2 separate regions of the Capra hircus genome follow, and region 1 is linked to region 2. A link is a contact called in public Hi-C data. All regions are on one chromosome and are shown on one strand. Each heading gives the region's core, a stretch centred on a gene start, on an enhancer-like site or on the middle of the called end of the contact. The rest is flanking DNA. Distances are from core to core; before and after follow the strand shown.

What was found. A called contact is a pair of places that touch in the nucleus more often than the background predicts.
Region 1: a Hi-C map of blood shows a contact between it and region 2, with 3 times the contacts expected there. The contact joins the enhancer-like site here to the promoter of IL12B in region 2. A contact is called at or near these places in 2 of 5 Hi-C or Micro-C datasets (both in blood).

The regions. Positions count from the first base shown.
Region 1 is chr7:39,843,176-39,846,312 of ARS1.2, forward strand. It overlaps RNF145 (RING finger protein 145), which reads left to right. Exons shown (of 13, transcript XM_018050097.1): 13 at 1,419-3,027. The coding sequence ends at 1,802. Among named protein-coding and RNA genes, the nearest start is that of EBF1, 42 kb to the right of the region's middle. Within about 2 kb of position 1,591, at least 1 of the 5 cell types and tissues checked has an H3K27ac peak or open chromatin away from gene starts, as enhancers often do.
Region 2 is chr7:39,673,397-39,676,523 of ARS1.2, forward strand. IL12B (interleukin 12B) reads left to right here and starts at 1,459. Exons shown (of 7, transcript NM_001285700.1): 1 at 1,459-1,546. The coding sequence starts at 1,459.

The sequences.
Region 1 (3,137 bases), core at 341-2,840, 170 kb after region 2:
ACTGAGCAACTTCACTTTCACTTTCATGCATTGGAGAAAGAAATGGCAACCCACTCCAGTATTCTTGCCTGGAAAATCCCAGGGATGGGGCAGCCTGGTGGGCTGCCGTCTATGGGGTCACACAGAGTCGGACACGACTGAAGTGACTTAGCAGTAGCAGAGCATACTTGGGGTACTAGCAGAAGAATATTTTCCAGGTTGGTTTTGCATTTGAGGGGATGGAGGAGCAGTGTAGATTCCCCCCAGGTTAAGTGGCCATTGTCTTCGTTCTGGCTCCTTTGTGTTCAATAGCCTCGTAGGACGCAGGACAAAGCACGGCAGAGGCAGATTCGAGGCACACCAGCTTCAGCTGCCGATGTCTAAGTATACCATCTCTGGGACTTGAGAGTCCTCTTTTTGTGTTTCCCGTTGTCACATCACTTTTTTTGAGGTGCCTGGACTGCCTGCTGACACCACACAGAAAACGAAACTCGAATTGCTTACCTTCCCAGCTGGCTGCTCTTCCTTGGATGGCTTTCTGCTTTAAAGTCCACTCCCAGGTGTTACCGGTTCTTGGCAAGGAATTTCTGCAATAGCCACAACTCCATGTTTTGGGACTTTAGACACAATTAATAGTTGATTCACAAATGTGTATTGTTACAATATAAATTTCATATCCTCAGCTTTCCCTTCGCAAATATATCTTACACAGGGACTATTAGTGCAAAGTATACCACTGCTTATTCCAGTGGTTATTGAGCTTAAATGTGCATTAAAGTCCCACGGGTGGCCTGCTGTACCTGTGGATTTGTGAATGCCATCTTCAGATAGCCAGATCAGAAGGTCTGGGATGGCCCCAGAATGTGCATGGTTAGCAAGCACTCCGGTGGTTCTGATGCATGCCGAGAAACACTGGCTTGTATTGTGGAAACTGGGATGTACATTGTCCCTGACGAAGTTGCCACTTCCTTGCCAATACCCTGGTGTTATCTGACTGATTTTGTCTCCTTGCCAATAATCTCATGGAATAATCTGTTGAGCTGTGTAGAAGCGAAAAATGGAGAAAGTCCCATCTTCATCAGATCTCCTGAGGTTCCGATTATACTCATGGAGACCCAGTAATCAAACCGCTACAGGTTTATACCTTTGTGTTCACACTAAGACAGAACCCAGTTACATGGGTCTTTTCTTCCTCATGTTTGGTTTTTACTTCCTTTTAGAAATTGCTTAGCCAGTGGTTCTTGTTTTGTTTGTATAAAGGGGTTCTGATGGCAAGAGGATTATTGCAAACAAACACAGTGAGTTTTATTGTAAGATCTGTGTTACAGATTTTCTATGGAGACTTTGTAGGAAAGGAAAGTTGGAACTAGAACACATGCATAGCGGCAAAGGTTTTAGACAACAGACCTTCCTGAGCTATCTCTTTCCCCCCTTTTTAGGACATGAAATCTGCCGTGATCACACCTTGCAGTCACTTCTTCCACGCAGGCTGTCTCAAAAAGTGGCTGTATGTCCAGGAGACCTGCCCTCTGTGCCACTGCCACCTCAAGAACTCCTCGCAGCTGCCTGGGTTAGGCGCTGACCCGGTTCCACAGCCTCCCGCTGGAGCCGAGCAGCACGCGCTCCAGGGAGGTACTGAAGCCCCAGGCCAGGAGCGGCCTCGGGGGTCTGGGGCACAAGAAGGTTCTAGGGATAAGGACGAGGGCATTGCCAGAAGATCAGATAGCCAGGAAGGGACTTGTGATCCCAAGGAAAATCCTCCTGGTGCAGAAGATGAAGCTCTTCCTGTTGAGGTCGGCCTAGAAGAGAAGCAGCAGGAGTAGCACTTCACTCTCCGGAGATGAAGTTAACTCACGGTGGAATCTGCCCAGATTTGAGGAGCAGATGTATGAGGTGATTCGGCAGGAAACTTGACATTCCAAGGATCTAATCCAGGAAGTGCTCTCAGTGGAGACCCCCTGCTTTCATCTCCTTGACACTGGGGGAGAAAGTTTTGCAGTGTATGCTAATCAAAATGTATATATCCTATGCTGGTGTTCAGTAGAGGTTTGCCAAGAAAATTCAACCTCAGGAACTTCAGAAACAGCCCCTGATTTGTAAGGGATAAATAAAATCAGATTGGAGCATCTGAAAGGGGCTAAAGGAAGGAGGATGGCAAGCATGAGGACGGCACAGGAGGCAGCAGGCAGAGGTGGAACTGATCCTTCACTTTCTACGGAACAGGACCGTTCTTGTTACAGAGTATGAGTGTGACCAGCCCTTTTTCTCCGCCCCCTTTCCCCTCAGTTAATTGGAACTCCGTCAGGTGATTATCTGTACAGCACTGAAATGAAATCAAAGATGTAAAAGCATTGATTGTATTCAAAGATTGAAGCAGGCTCATACTTCGTATGTGCTTTGGGGGAGGGGGTGGGTGGGCACGTGGGCCTTGCGGGTGCATTCATGTAATCCGAGACTCTTGAACTTTATGATGGAGTCTTCAATATTTTGATGTATATGAAACTTTTGTTAATACACTGTATACTGTGTTGGCTGTGTGAAGTAAACTAAAACTCTAATGAACACTTTGGAGTCCACGTTAGTGTAGGAGACCAAAGTGGGAAGGGCTTTAGGGCACTGAGAAAGGCCCTGAGTGTACTTTCCAATCCTGTGTAATGTTTAATTCTTGGCAACTGAATCAAAGCAGTGTTAAATTATGGCAATATTTGCACTTGGGGAATGAGTACATAACGTATGATCACACTGCAAATGCCACTTTTAAAGCTGTTAATAGACTTTGCACCTTTTCTTTGACAAGGATGTGTCATATTTAAATTTTTACATTCATCATGGTTACAGGTAGAACTAGGGAGGGGGGAATGTAATTTTTTATGGAAATTTTGATATGAAAAGAAACTAGTCATTTATTTATACAATAGGCTTGGCTCAAAAAGTGTTTTTCAACTTGGTATTCCTAATGTGGGATGTGACTTTATTTTATTTTTAGTAGCAGATTTGGATGTAGACTGACATAGCTGAATGTCTTAATAAATTTAAATTTGAAGATAACAGTGTTTTTTTCCTGTAGTGATTTTTATTGTAAAGTGTCTTGCCGAAATTCTTTTCTTAGGAGGTTTTGCTTATCCAGCTGGGCTTCTGATATCTTGATCCCTGTCAGA
Region 2 (3,127 bases), core at 209-2,708:
GAAAGTTCCATGCCTCAGCGACAAGAGTGCTGACGGTGCTCAGGAAGGGCTGACTTCTAGTCCTGACTTTGCCACTCATAACCTTTATAATATAAGGAAATAAAGTAGGTGGCAAAGTGCCCCCAGGATTAGCATCATTCTGACAGCCATGATTTGTCAATATTTCATCACCCTGACCAAGGGGTGCTTATTTTTAAGGTATTTCGCCAAAAACCTTTTGAGTCTGGTCTTCATATAGCCCATTGGTTTTTGAAGCTGTATTCCTACAGAAACATTGGAGAGCCAAGATGGATAGAGGTGTGTCCGATTGAAAATAAATAACAATCTCCATCTAATTTTCAGTCTGAAAATTTTCATAAACCCTGAATACTAATCTTGACTGAGTTTCACTGTAACATGGCGAATTCACTATAACATGGCTAATTTAGCACAAAAGTATGCATTTAATTACTCTGTGGTGAATATTCAGTATTTTATGGTCTTCTCCCAAGGAACTTCTTGATTTTCAGGGGCTCTGGACCCTGGACATGTGTTAAATCAATGGACCTTGAAGAGTAGTCCTCAGACCAGCAATATCAGCCTCCCCTGGAAGCTTATAGGAATGCAGATTCCCACACCCAGACTGCTGAATTAGTTATTTTAGGGTCAAGGTAGGGGGTGGGGTCAACAGTCTGTGCTTTAGCAAGGATTCTATGTTATTCCGACATACACTGAAGTTTGAGAACCACTGGTTACCTTACATGGGAGGAAATAATCTTTGTGTTTGGAACAATTACAGCCTAAACAGGAGAGAAAGGAAACTTCTTTAACAAGGGCTGAACTCATTGCCAGAACTTGAAAGGTCACTTCAAATCTGACTCCCCCGCCCCACAACGTAGATCCTATAGTCCTGGGTGTCCTTGCACATTCTGCCTTGTGCTACAGTAATACGGATATGTAGCTTATTTCCCCAACTGGAGGATAGGCAGTTAACAAAGTGACTTAAGAAATACTTGTTGAATGAAACTATTTGCTCCTGGAAGTCAGGATCCAGGTAAAAATCCTTTTCAGTTTCAGCTGTTCTAGCTCAGTACCCTCTACATAGGGAGCAAGTAATGACTGAATGTCAATCCAGACAAGTTACGCTCCTTCTCTGAGCCTTAGGTTTCTCATCTTAAAAATAAGAGGATTGTATCAGATGGCTGGCCTTAGGTCTCCTTCAGCTCCAGATCATCTGTGGTTTTCTGTTTGGAGATGTTCTTACCCGGAGACTGGCAGAGGGCTCCTGGAATTCACTGCAAATTAACCTGACAGCACAGAAGGAAGTGGAAGATAAAGATTAAAGACAAATGGAATACACAGAATGTGAATATGCTTTCCAAATGTGACTGTGTAACTACTGACATTTTGTCTTCTCCTACGCCTGCTCTTCTTTTTTCTTTTCTTCCTTCTCCTCCTCTGTTTCTGCCCCTCATGCAGATGCACCCTCAGCAGTTGGTCGTTTCCTGGTTTTCCCTGGTTTTGCTGGCATCTCCCATCGTGGCCATATGGGAACTGGAGAAAAATGGTAACCAGCCTTTCCTGATTCTCTCTGAAGGTCCCAGGGCCTAAGCCAGGACTGTCAGTTAGTCCTGTTGAGAAATTAGACTGAAATGGGCAGGCACTGGGGCTTCACTCTGGGATAACAGCGGCCCTCTGTCCTTGTTCCACCTTTGAGGATATCTGTATTGTGTGGCTTGAGGGTATCTATATTGTTTGGCTCTCACATTAAATGTCAGAGAAGGAGCTTTTGGTGGACTATGGTAGGAAAAGAGATACAGACTTTACCAGTATTACTAAAAATCAGCTGTATCATATGATTAAAATTCCAAAGTGAGGGATTTGAAAAGTATAAGAACTATGTCTTCCACTCCACCATGCAATATCAGCCCCTCAGTTGGCACTGAGATCACTTACCTCTAACCAAGCACTTTGGGGAAAGCATGGGATTTTAGACCCTCATTGACTTCTGTTCAGGGCTGATTCTGCCGCTTATTAGTTATGTGACCTTGAGCTGGGTCACCTCTGAGCCTGAGTTCCCTCAAGTAAACTGAAAATTATGAAGTTATATCTACTACAAAGATTATTAAATATACTAGTGAATACAGAAGACAACTCAACAGATGACGAAGTGACAGTGAATGTTAGCTAGTATTATTGTTTTGGTTGTTTAAAATAATGTGTCTGGTGATTGAAGGCCATCTATTTATTATCCCAGTGATCAATAAAAATTATTATTAGAATAAGGGATTCCCTCTATCCTTCTAGTATCTCACATATAACAAATATGTATTAACAGATTGTTAGCTGTTTCTGAAAAGCCCTCAGATATTTCTCTTTGATGTCAATGTAATAACATAGACAATTACTGTCTTTAATTGTATAATAATAATGTTTATTGGAAACAGCATCTCATTTAATTCTCACAACAACCATAAGAGATAGGAACTGTTTATTCTCCATTTTACAGATGTTAAAAGTAGAGGATGTAGAGATTAAGTAACTTACCAAATTTCACCGCGTAAGGGTGGAACAGAAACTTAACCCCAATTCTGTCTCACTTCAATGCTTATGCGCTGAAGTATTTGAAGAAGGTTTTACCCGAAGGACATGAAGCAATTGTTTCCTCCGTCCTCAGACAGCTGAGCAAGAGGAAATAGGCTTGCATTTAAAATGAAGACATTGCAGCTGATCGTGAGAAACCATCTTTCAGTAGTGAGGAGAACACACTACAATGGATCCCTGAAAGAAATCTGGGGCTCTTCCTCTGTTCTTAAAAATTTATGGAAGACAAGGATCCAACCATCCCTACTCTGCCTCAGGAGAGTCTGAGAGTTTTAGACCCTCCCCTGAATAAAGAGAAAGGTCTGAGCCAGATGACTGTTCCAAACCCTTCCAGCTCTGGGATTTTGAGCGAGCTCAGGAGGTATGGCCCTTGCATAGCCTGCCCTTAGTTACTTCTGATTTGGTAAACCACAGAAATTCCGGAAAGTCAAAGTGAGAAACAATGAGAGGGCATGCGACTCTGGCAATGAGACGAGATGCCCCCGGGCGCTAGGTTCTAGACACATCTCCTCATGCAGCTGTTTCCCCTGCCCTTGGACAGGTA